Linked DNA regions of Gossypium hirsutum: region 1 is linked to region 2. The links are chromatin contacts, called in public Hi-C maps. All regions are on one chromosome and are shown on one strand. The core of a region is the stretch at or near the end of the contact, and the rest is flanking DNA. Distances in the headings are between cores, read along the strand shown.

What was found. A called contact is a pair of places that touch in the nucleus more often than the background predicts.
Region 1: a Hi-C map of leaf shows a contact between it and region 2, with 1.6 times the contacts expected there. The contact joins the promoter of LOC107900705 here to the promoter of LOC107900714 in region 2. A contact is called at or near these places in 6 of 34 Hi-C or Micro-C datasets (callus, hypocotyl, leaf and 1 more).

The regions. Positions count from the first base shown.
Region 1 is chrD08:54,386,024-54,391,514 of Gossypium_hirsutum_v2.1, forward strand. It overlaps LOC107900705 (E3 ubiquitin-protein ligase MBR1), which reads right to left and starts at 4,199. Exons shown (of 5, transcript XM_016826399.2): 1 at 2,940-4,199; 2 at 2,448-2,645; 3 at 2,214-2,365; 4 at 602-712; 5 at 1-167. The coding sequence starts at 3,761. The coding sequence ends at 107. It overlaps LOC107900703 (rop guanine nucleotide exchange factor 14), which reads right to left. Exons shown (of 10, transcript XM_041098412.1): 8 at 4,923-5,270; 9 at 4,587-4,799; 10 at 4,357-4,584. The coding sequence ends at 4,459.
Region 2 is chrD08:54,190,626-54,196,158 of Gossypium_hirsutum_v2.1, forward strand. It overlaps LOC107900714, which reads right to left and starts at 4,075. Exons shown (of 6, transcript XM_016826413.2): 1 at 3,601-4,075; 2 at 3,115-3,524; 3 at 2,892-3,026; 4 at 1,896-2,078; 5 at 963-1,124; 6 at 116-670. The coding sequence starts at 3,859. The coding sequence ends at 263. LOC107900713 (LRR receptor-like serine/threonine-protein kinase FEI 1) reads left to right here. Exons shown (of 14, transcript XM_016826412.2): 14 at 1-28.

The DNA of each region.
Region 1 (5,491 bases), core at 2,949-5,448, 200 kb after region 2:
ATCCTCAATAATAATAGTATATAATTATCACTTCTCTTCTCTTTCTTTTTCCCTTTTGTAACCAAAGTCAGTTGCCAATGCTCCTCTCGTATAAAAACCAGAAGCTCTACTTCTCCCCAGGCATCAAATCAGGTCCGCATATATCCCCACGACAAAGAGGGCAGACCCTACAAGCCAAAAAAACCAAGAAACCATAACTTCAGCCAACATAATCTCATTACAAATTTATTAGCACTAACACCCGCCGTGTTCCTTTTTTAAGAAAAAAAAAAAAAGGAAATCCACCACTCAAGATGGCAACGAAAAGTAGGGGACATATCTATCTTTCTATTTCTGAAGAGGTATATCAATTAGATGAGTCTAAAAAGGACTGGCTGGTCTAACTGTTCCACTTCACCCTTCTAAAACCTATGGCATGCAACCCATGATATTCTCCTTCAGGGGAACAGAAACCATTTAGCAAAAGGGCAGAAACCATTTAGCAAAAGGGCCTTGGTAAGACATGTCTATTTTATATAACACATCGTACATCAAATATTTCAAAATCATGCTGAATTAAAAATAACTGCAATAGAAGGTATTCATCTTATTCATCTTATACCTGTGAATCTCCTTGAGCCACTTGTCTATACATGTTCTATGAAATTCATGATTACAAGGCAATCTCCGAATGCTATCCCCCTCCTCATACTCCACAAGACATATGTAACATCTGTTATTTAAATGGAAGACAAAATTAGGACCAAGAAAATGCCTGGTTGCAGTCAAATTCCACTTTAAGAAACAGAAGGAAGGGTTTCAGGACGAATAAAATCATTGACCCCTAGCAAGGTAACTTAGCAGGACTGACAATTGTGGAATTAATGTTCAAAATGATAAATCTGAATAACTTTATCATGTGAACCTCGATGCTTTTATTCAAGATACTTTTATCCGTGTTATTTATATTTTACACCTATTACGCCAAGTGAATTTTCACACTTAAAATAATCCAAGACCACGTTTACACGGCTACTAAAACCTAGTCTATTAAAGTCAAATTGGTGTCTCATCATATATGCTGGAAAATTGTGTATTGAACTCATCTCAAATGATACTATGTATTCCACCTTCCCAGTCAAGCATTGCTTGAGTGCAAGGGAGGGCATGCATGAATGGCTTAAACACATTGGAAAAAGTGACACTTCAGCCCGGCATGTTTCTCAGCCTTGGGCTTCAAGGGCACCCCTTTCTCCATAAATGGGTAGCATTCTCAAATGATTTCCCTGTTACTAGCTGGAGTAGTTTTATCCTATCCTCTTAGGTAGCAAGTGTTTTTAAGAAAAAAGAAACAGACTTCCCTTCCCTCAGAGTCATTACATGGATCTATTTGTGAATATAACTAGGAAGTGGGCTTAAAAACTTATACCCTGTTCAAGCAAGCTCATTAAGAGTTCTAGAGACCAAGTCATCTGAACCTATTTGAGAATATAACTTGAAGCGTGCTTAATAACTTAGCATCCAAAGAGAAAGGTATTTATTGCCTCCATCATAAGGAATTAGCAACCATTCTTTCAGGGCTTACTATATTTAATTTAGCTGGTCGAATATTGATTTTGAGCCATTGCCCTAAATTATCCCAAACAGGGAACATTTCAGTTAGCATATCACTTACATGGTCACATACGCTCATTATCTTAATTTGTAGTAAAGGTACAAGTTAAGCTATCCCATTATCTTTTCAAAGATCTACAAGGTTCACCATCGTACTACTTCTCTGTACAAGAGATTATGTTTCATCTGACCTTCTTCTGCGTGTTTCAAACTTAGTCAGATCTAAGATGCTAACCAATATACGTTCCTTGCTGATCCATTATGTAGTCAATAATTTTCATACAAATTGATAGAACACATTTTTTAACAGCAATACCTATCTTACTCCTAGAGCACTATTTTAGTAGAAGCAAGACATCTAATATTATAGATGAAAATTTAAAGAGATCAATTAAATACTCTACCTGAACTAGCCTGAGCTAATTGGTATGTAGTATTTGATTAACTTTACCTGAATATATAATATATCCCCGACATGATTTTAGATTCACTCAGATAACAGAAACACTTGAAAACCAATAATTTGTCAAAGGTAATGCCAAACAAGTTAATCAAATGGAAAATACAGCTTAGTTAACGGTTTAGCATCTAATGGATAGCAGAGGAAAGTAAATACTTACTGCACAGCCTCATCATTCTTAAGTTTGGGTGACTTGTACACTTTCACAGGAAGTGATTCCACAACTTCATTAGGTGCAGGAACAGAACCAATTGGAGACACGGACGGTCGCGAAGATAAAACCATAGACTGCTGGTGAATTTCATCCAGGACCTAGTTCAAATATGTAAAATGTTACTCCAAGAGAAAGGACAATCACCCAGAGAAGGAAATAATAACAACAAATAAAAATCACCTCAAATAAAGCCTCAGCTAACATAACGATTCTGGATACACTAGACCTAGCACCAGTGGTGTCATCATTTGAACTAGAATCTCGATTATTTACATGACATGTGCATCGACCACTTCTATGTTGGCCAGATAAAATGCAGGATCTTTCATGCCCTGAAAAGTTCTCAAAACGGCTTCCTAGCCGTTGAAGAGCTCGAACCTGGAGCAACTCATAGGTCAGTAACTAAACAGACAATAATCTGCATTTGCTCAGATGGATAACTTTCAAAGAACCTATAGCAGAAAGTAATACATGCAGGCAAAACCTAAAGAAGAAGCAGACATAAATATAGAAATAAAGCATTAGAACAGTCCTAAACCTAAATATTTGTTCTGATTCTAATTGTTAATGAAAAAAGTAGAGTTACTATCAACGTCGTTCAGTAACCACCAGGCATTAAATTAAATTAAAAAGCGTGGAGAATAAGGCGATGGGTCCAACAAGATTATAAACCTGAGATCGTATTCTTCTCCGCCTTTCAAGGAAATTGGATCTATGGTGGAGCAAATCATGATACCGGGCTTCTCTGGATCGAGAAGTTTCAATTTCATCGTGGGAAATAACGGAGGAAGCATGAGCGGAAGCAGTGGTGGATGGAGAGGTAGCTAATTGCTGCTGAGTAATTTGTATGTCTTGCTGCAAAGGGCAGAATGTGGGAGCTCTACCAAGAACACGATCACGAAGCCTTCCAACACTTAAGGCTCTGCTAAAACGAGCGTTGCTTTCGAGAGTCTCTCCACTTCCATCTGAATCATTGAAGATAATCGGAGAACAAGAATTGCGGGGAGGTTGTTGAGGTTCAAGTGTCTCAGAATCGTCATCAGGGTTCAACATCTCCGCGGAGGACCCCATGCTATTAGCTCTGCTGAACCGGAAGCTCAAATTACCAGGAAGGAAGCTAATGCCGGAGAGGCAGCGAGAAGGAGAGCGATGAGCAGCTGTTACAGCTGCACCAGAGGTGCTACCACCGGAAGATATGCATGGGGTTGGCAATGGCAATTGCATTTCCTCATTAGATGCCGCTTCGCCTTCAACCTTTCTGTTACTTTCTCTTTTCACCAGATCCGATTCCGACGCAGGTTGTTTCCGGTGATCAAAGTTGGGTTTAGGAGAAGCAGATCTAGATAACGCTCCCAAACAAGAGGACCGGAAAACTCTATTCTTAACCTTGGATCTTCCCCTCAGCCCACCGCTGCTAGACGAGGAAGCAGCAGGTGCAGTGTCTCTTCCTCCTCCTCCTACTCTACAACAACCCTTGCTCCCACCGGATCCCATCTGAGTGGTTTCACTTAAGTTTCACCCTAAACCCAACAAGAAAAAAAGGGAAAACCAGCGTCGATGACGTAATTGGCATTTGGAAGTTGTGCTTGGAAGGCACTCCAACCTTATTATTTAGGGGGCGGAGTGATTAAAAGTGATGTATTACTAACTCATGTCTTCAGATCTCAACGATGGTTACGTCTTGAAAACAGTGTTTCTTAGAGGTGAAAATGCCTTTTTTGATTAATGCCGCCTCCTCTGCCTCTTCTTGGGGCTTATTTTCTTTTTTATTATTATTAATTTTAAATCCCATCTCTGCTCTGCTTTGCTCAGGCGCATGTGGAATGCGGATCCACAAGCAACAGCCTCAGACCACGGCTGACTTTAGTGTACCAACACTACAACTGCTCCACACCCATTATAGGTCCGGTTCACTTACTCTTTCTATGACCAAAACCGGTGAAATTTCAATTATTGCCATATTAAAAATATAAAACGGGCCCAATCAATCCAATAATGAATTAATTGGGCCTATACAGACCCAATAAGTTGATATTAACAGTCGACACATTTGGAATCCATATGTAAGTTTCCGGTACTAGCAAGTATATGATTCTTTTATGGCTTTTATTAATTAATTAAGCTTAACAATGATATACAAAAGCAGTGTTGAAAATCAAATTTCCATCATCTTTTTGATTTTTTTTTATTATCAAGGAGACACTCCTATACTACTACATGCCTCTTTCCCAATACACCAAACTCGACGGCTCCTACTTGTACTTGGTGTTGCATTTATACTTGCATCACTGTACAACTCCCCATCCGTATCGGATTCGCAGTACTTCCCTCTACTTTGCTCATAACATCACTGAGTGAGTGAGAGTGCCTTGGATTTCCCACATTTATTCCAGGAAAGCACCATGTTGCCACCCCTGAATTTGGGTTACACAAACAATCTTCTTGTAGAATTTCTCCCATCCTGCACATTATGCTGAAAGCCAAGTTCTTTAGGACTCGTGAATATGCTTCCAGAATGGAATGTCCAACATCCTGTGCACCAATTCAAAGTGTAATTCATCGCAATTATTAATATACTACAACATAATATTGATTCAATAGTGAAAGATACAATGCAGAATAAAATAAGCTTCACTTTAAACACCAACTACTTACCTTGCCATATTGAATTTTTGAAGCATCAAGAAATGTTTGAGGAAGGTTTGGGTATGCACTCTTTATCTGATGTAAAAGTGCTTCAGCACAGTCCACTAGTAGCTCCATCTTATCCATTTCAGATATAGGATCCTTAATAAAGGACCATGATTTTCGCACTGGCGATTTACCACTAGCTTGTTCTGTAAGTCGCCCTTTCCATGCAAATACAGCAGCTTCCAACCTATTAATGACCTCGAGAGCATTGTTTTCAGACTTTAAATTTAGCGAAATGAACATTTCATCAACCGAGGTGGACTCCAGAGTCAAAACCTTGTACAGGTCGTCACCAAGGCTTGCCTTCCCAGACTGTAAACATAAGGAAAGAGATTCAGTTGCCATAAATGCAATACAAACATCTTGTAAAACTTTAACCTGGAATTTACTCTCATCATTCAAATTTATCAGATACCATAAGATTTTAAAGTAGATTAACGTCAGCTGGTTCCAACTAAAATATCCAGATTCCATTTCTATATTTCCTTTTTAAACATGTCGAGTAACATTTTAGTACTAAAATACATATCATC
Region 2 (5,533 bases), core at 2,825-5,324:
TGACCATGTTGACTCTGAGTTTGGCTGATTCTTCTTGTTTATGCCATTTTTTTGTTGCCTGCCTGTGCTTACATTTTATAAAGATAGTGATGAACAAGTTTAATGGCTGAAATAATAAAATCGTAAGCCCTTTGTATTTGGTGGGCAACTTAAACGGTTAACATTTTAGAAAGAATTTTGCAAGTACTCGAGATTTACAAATTAACGGTTAATCCGGCACTGCGAGTGAAAAGGAAAGAAAAACATACATGACTACAAAAAACTAAATCCAACTCAATTTCAGCCTCCTCAAAGTTCCAAATATTGACGAGACATGATCTATAATACCAGGGCCAGATTTGGGCATGTTATCAATGAGCCATTGATAATCGGACAATGTTGCATCAGATAATGGCTCCAAGAACTCGCACCTTTCCAATATTTCAGGTGGTGGCACTCCAGCAACTAGATTTGAGTCTAGCTTTGGCTTACCTTTAGTGAGCTCTTCAGGCAATTTGACGGGACCACTGTCCAGGGCAGCCGGAGATGCGCCAGCAGTTATCCCTTGCCTGAAAGGGAGGCCACTCGCTGCCCGTAAACAGAATTCCACCCATTGATGCATTAGCGGAGATGGACCTCTGACACGGCCCCCAATACGGTTTGTTTCAAGTCTCGAGGCAGCTGGGATTGCCTGCAAGGATACAAACCTAGACATCTCAATGAGTATATATGCTATAGAAGCTATCTTCAAATTTATTGCTAGTCAGCTTTTGGTTACTGTGTTTTCACCGCAAGTCAGTTCCTCTGTTACTCTCTACTCGTAAAATCATTATTCCTTTTGTTTTAGTTTCAATATACTAACCAGTTACACAGACACCCACCCTTAACTTAACAGAGACAACAAACTTAATCTTGATGTAAGGCGAAATGAGTTTCCAGCAAAAAAAAATGAGCAGTAAAATGGAAAGGTTCAAAGGTAATACCCATAGATCAGCCCATAAGCTTGCTCCAGACTTGGGAACAACAACTGCAACGTTTGACATACGCTTTGCAACTGGAAGAACATCACTACTCCACCCAACAGCCACCCAAACATCTCCCACTGAAAATGCTCTGAGATAGTTTGCACTGTCGAATAATTTAACCTGCAAAACCCCAAAGGATATGTCCTTATAATACGATTTGAAGCAACTACAGCCAACTAAAAGAAATACGCTAAGGTAACATTTGGGAATTAGTATTTTCAAGACAGAACAGGTAAGAGGGGAAAATGATCGCCAGAATATTCTCAAGTTCTCATCACTTGGATTGAACAAAAAGTAAATAATGTAGAGAATAGTGAGCCATTGCATTTGCACCAGACATGTTATTCAAACTAGTTTCTGTAACATCTTACACCACATTTACGTGCCACAAAATCCTGTCTATTTCACAATCCATCAAAGAGTGCCACAGCTAAATTAACCCACGTTACTAAGGAATATGAAAAATCATCCACCATTTGATGAAATGGACAGGTGACAATTAGGAGAATGTATCTGTTCAGTATAAGTCTATAATTTGCGCATGGGGTCTCATGGGATCTAAAAACTCATACAAGACTTACAATTTCCAGTTCAACAACCACAACAATGTGACATGAAAATCCATCTAAAGGTTCAAGCTATAAGCCAACTTGAAGAGAGCTGGAATTTGGATTTAGAGCATCAAACGGAACCTTTTCTCTTAGAATAATGATCAATGGTATGTATCAACAAATAATTCAGTTAATCAATACCAGTAATTTTGTCTGAGAGTTAGGTCCAAAATAGAGTTACCACTGGAAGACTAAAGATGCAATGACAATCATGCTATGCAAACTAATGGAAAGAATGGGGAGACATAAAGAAGACTTAACATCATTTGCGGTTCACTACCTGTCTTGCAAGTAATTCAAGATTCTGCAGGACAGCATTCCTCCCACCAGCAACTTGCAAGTCAATGTCTGTTGTGTTGTATGATGCACCCATGTACTTCAAAACTGCACCGACAACCTCTCTAGGGGAATTCACCATTGAAATTCTTCCAGCAAGTTCAGGCTGCCACAAATCTGCCCAATCCTGCAATAGGGTTTTTCTCCTAAATTGTCAATGTTACTGAGCAAAGATAAAACAAAATACTGATATAAGATAAATAGAAGTTCATGCTTGATGATTTGTTCATGAGTTGAAGCTACCCTGAAAAACATGTAAAAAAAAAAGGATTGGTGCAAGGTTTCAGATTATTGTAAAGCCCATGTTTTAGCAGTCCAAGGCTCCAAGCAGAAGAGTGTCTATACAAAGGAGGGAAGGAAAATTGCATTTCAGAGATTCAAAGACCATTTTTTTCTGCAGTCATTATAACTGATGACCGCAAATAGAATCTAGCAAATTTCTTTGTGCACTGGATTTCAAGATGGGAATAAATTCTGCAATTCTTACAGAACTTCAAAAAATACATCTAGCTCATGCCATGATGACAAAATCAATGTCATTATGAGAAAATGCTGCACAAATCAATGAATCAAAGAAGAAAATAGACAAGCTATAACGTTTTAGTAGAGAGTAAAGTGCCTAATGTTTCTCCACAGGCCAAACAGAACTAGATTAACCTTTATGCTAGAATAGTAAAAAGGCAGGTTCAAAAAGAAACTAAGGATTCTTCAGTGTCTTGAATGTCATTACTACCAAATTTCAGACCATATATGGGGAAAAGAGAGGAACCTATGAACAATTCTAAAAGAATCAAATATACCCTTTATAAGTGAGAGGAGAGAACATATGCACATATTGGCTTGCCATTGAAATTGACAATTGTCATCCATACTACATGAATAAGAATCATATTGGAGCTAAAGTCATACTGAGCTTATTTTACAGATAGACCAACGTTACCTGCATAGGAGGCAAGTTTTTCTTTTGAAATTTGGTTTTCTTGTATGCTATGACCATGGTACCCCATCGATAGGGTGCAGCCCATATCTGACCTTGTGGATCAATATCTCCATTGAGGTTCCTGCGTAGATAAACCTGGGACAATTTCGGGAGTTGGGTAATGTTCGGGTGTTGTTTTGAATTGAATTAGAGCAAATATTAATAATGAAGCAGTTTAAGTTACCTTCCATTTGCGACTCAAATCCTTAAACCAATCCTGGTGTTCAGCAGCAGTAATGGGTTCAATAACAGCTTTTTTAATAGCTAAAGGGAGCCAAGAGTCACCTAGGGTGAGAATATCAGCAGCAGCTGGAGATGCAGGCCCAATATTCACTTTGGCTTTGGCTTGGGTAAAGGGCAGGCATAACTGAGTGAATATATCTTCAAGAGTTGGGCGGAATTTGGTTTGGAGCTTTAAGCGCCTGGATTGAGAGGAGATGAAATCCTTGGACCAAGAGGGAGGTATGGAGCCCTGAAGAGCAACCATGGAAAGAGGAACCGTGAGAGCATAAGATTTAGATTTCCAAATCTCAAAAGCTGCGTCCGATTTCTCATCATCTTCTTCTTGTAGTGTTGCTGCTGAACTGCTGTCCACTGGTTCATTTAGTGAAGAAGATGACAGTGAGTGAACAGTTAGAAAATTAATTAATTAATTAAAAGAAAGAAAGACCTTTTTGGAAGTGACGGGGCAGTGGAGTAAGGGCGGAAGCGGAGGAGCAAATGCAAAGACCCAAACCCACAAACACAAATGTTGAGGCAGAAATACTAAGAAGCAACGAGTTTTTGTTGGAATTTGGGGCGTTATCATGGAGATTGAGGCGAAGAGGTAAGTTGATGGAGGAGGTTTTGTATCTGTTTGAGTTGGAATAGGGGAGGTGGGTGTGGAAGCAGGTACAAAAAGAAGAGCTAAGGGATACTGCCAATGCCATTTCAGTGAACCCTATTTTCTTCTTCCCCTAAACTCGGTGTTCCATATCTTATGCACCTTGCTAGTTATTTATTTTAGGATTCCATGCTTTCGAATCACAGTTACCAAAAAAAAAAAAAATCACTTTCAGTTACAATTTTTGAAAGGTAAAAGCTCCCTCTCAATTTTAATATTAAGCTATTTGATTCCGCACGCAACAATTTAATTCTATATTTTTTTGGTAAGAAAAATAGAAACTCTAAGGAGTCATGGAAACTAACATTACCAACCTAGAAGGAAGCATCTCTCCATGGTCTAGAGGTGCTCATGGGCCGGGCCGGGCCGGGTTCGGGCTGGGCCCATAAAAAGATTTCGGCCCGGGTCCTAGGCCCGGGCCCGGCCCGAAATATGGGCCTAAGATTTTGCCCAGGCCCGGCCCGAGAAAAAAATCATAAGCCCGGGCCCGGCCCGGCCCATTTTTATTTTAAAAATTTTAAAAAATTAAAAAAAGTATTTTAAAAATATTTTTAAAATATTTTAAAATTTTAAAAAATTAAAAAAAGTATTTTAAAAATATTTTAAAATTAAAAAAATTAAAAAAAAAGTATTTTAAAAATATTTTAAAATTTTAAAAAAATTAAAAAGTATGTAAAAAATATTTTAAAATTAAAAAAAATAAATATATTTATTATATCGGGCCGGGCCGGGCTGGGCCCGGGCCGAAAAAGTGGTGCCCGAGGCCCGACCCGTTTTCTAAACGGGCCTCATTTTTTTGCCCAAGCCCATATTTTTACCCAAACTCTCCCATAATTCGGGCGGGCCGTCGGGCCGGGCCGGGCCGCTCGGCCCATGAGCACCTCTACCATGGTCTTGTGCCAAAGTTTATGAACAAAAATGAATGTGAATAATTTTCATGGAATAAGACATATTTTGGTATTTGAATATGTATACTAAAGGGTAAATTATAAAAATAGTCACTTTTGTTTGCCTCAAATTACATTTTAGTCACTTATGTTTGAAATGTTACGTTTTGGTCACTTATGTTATCGTTTTGTTACCTCTCTAATGGCGGTCCTACGTGGTAGTCCAAATGTGTTTTAAATGCTAACTTAGATATCTTATGTGGCAATCCAAATTAAATTTATTTAATTAAAAACCTATTTTCATTCCACCAACTGGACATCTAAGTTGGCATTTAAAACCCATTTGAACTGCCACGTAGGATTGTGGTTAGGGAGGTAATGGAGTTTAACGGTAGAGTGACCACTTCTTAACAAAACGATAATGTAAGTGACTAAAACGTAACTTTTCAAACACAAATGACTAAAATGTAGTCTAAGGCAAACAAAAGTAATTATTTTTGTAATTTACCCTAAATTTAATGATGAAAATGTAAATATAAGTAAGATAGTAATGTAAGAGAGAAAAGAAAGTACATATGAAATTAAAATGAACTGTTTACAATACATGCATTGAAAGGAAATTAAAAAAGTTAGTATACGTGAAGCTAAATGTCATGAAATTAAAATGAATAAATGAAATGATACATTATATAATTATGTTGTGACGAGGGGCTAGGGGTTTAGTTTGGGATAAAGTTGGTGAAATAGGGGTTATGATGGGTGAAAGAGATATTGGAATTCTGTTTACGACATGTTCATGTTTATGTTTTTCGGAACATGGTGCACAAGTTGGA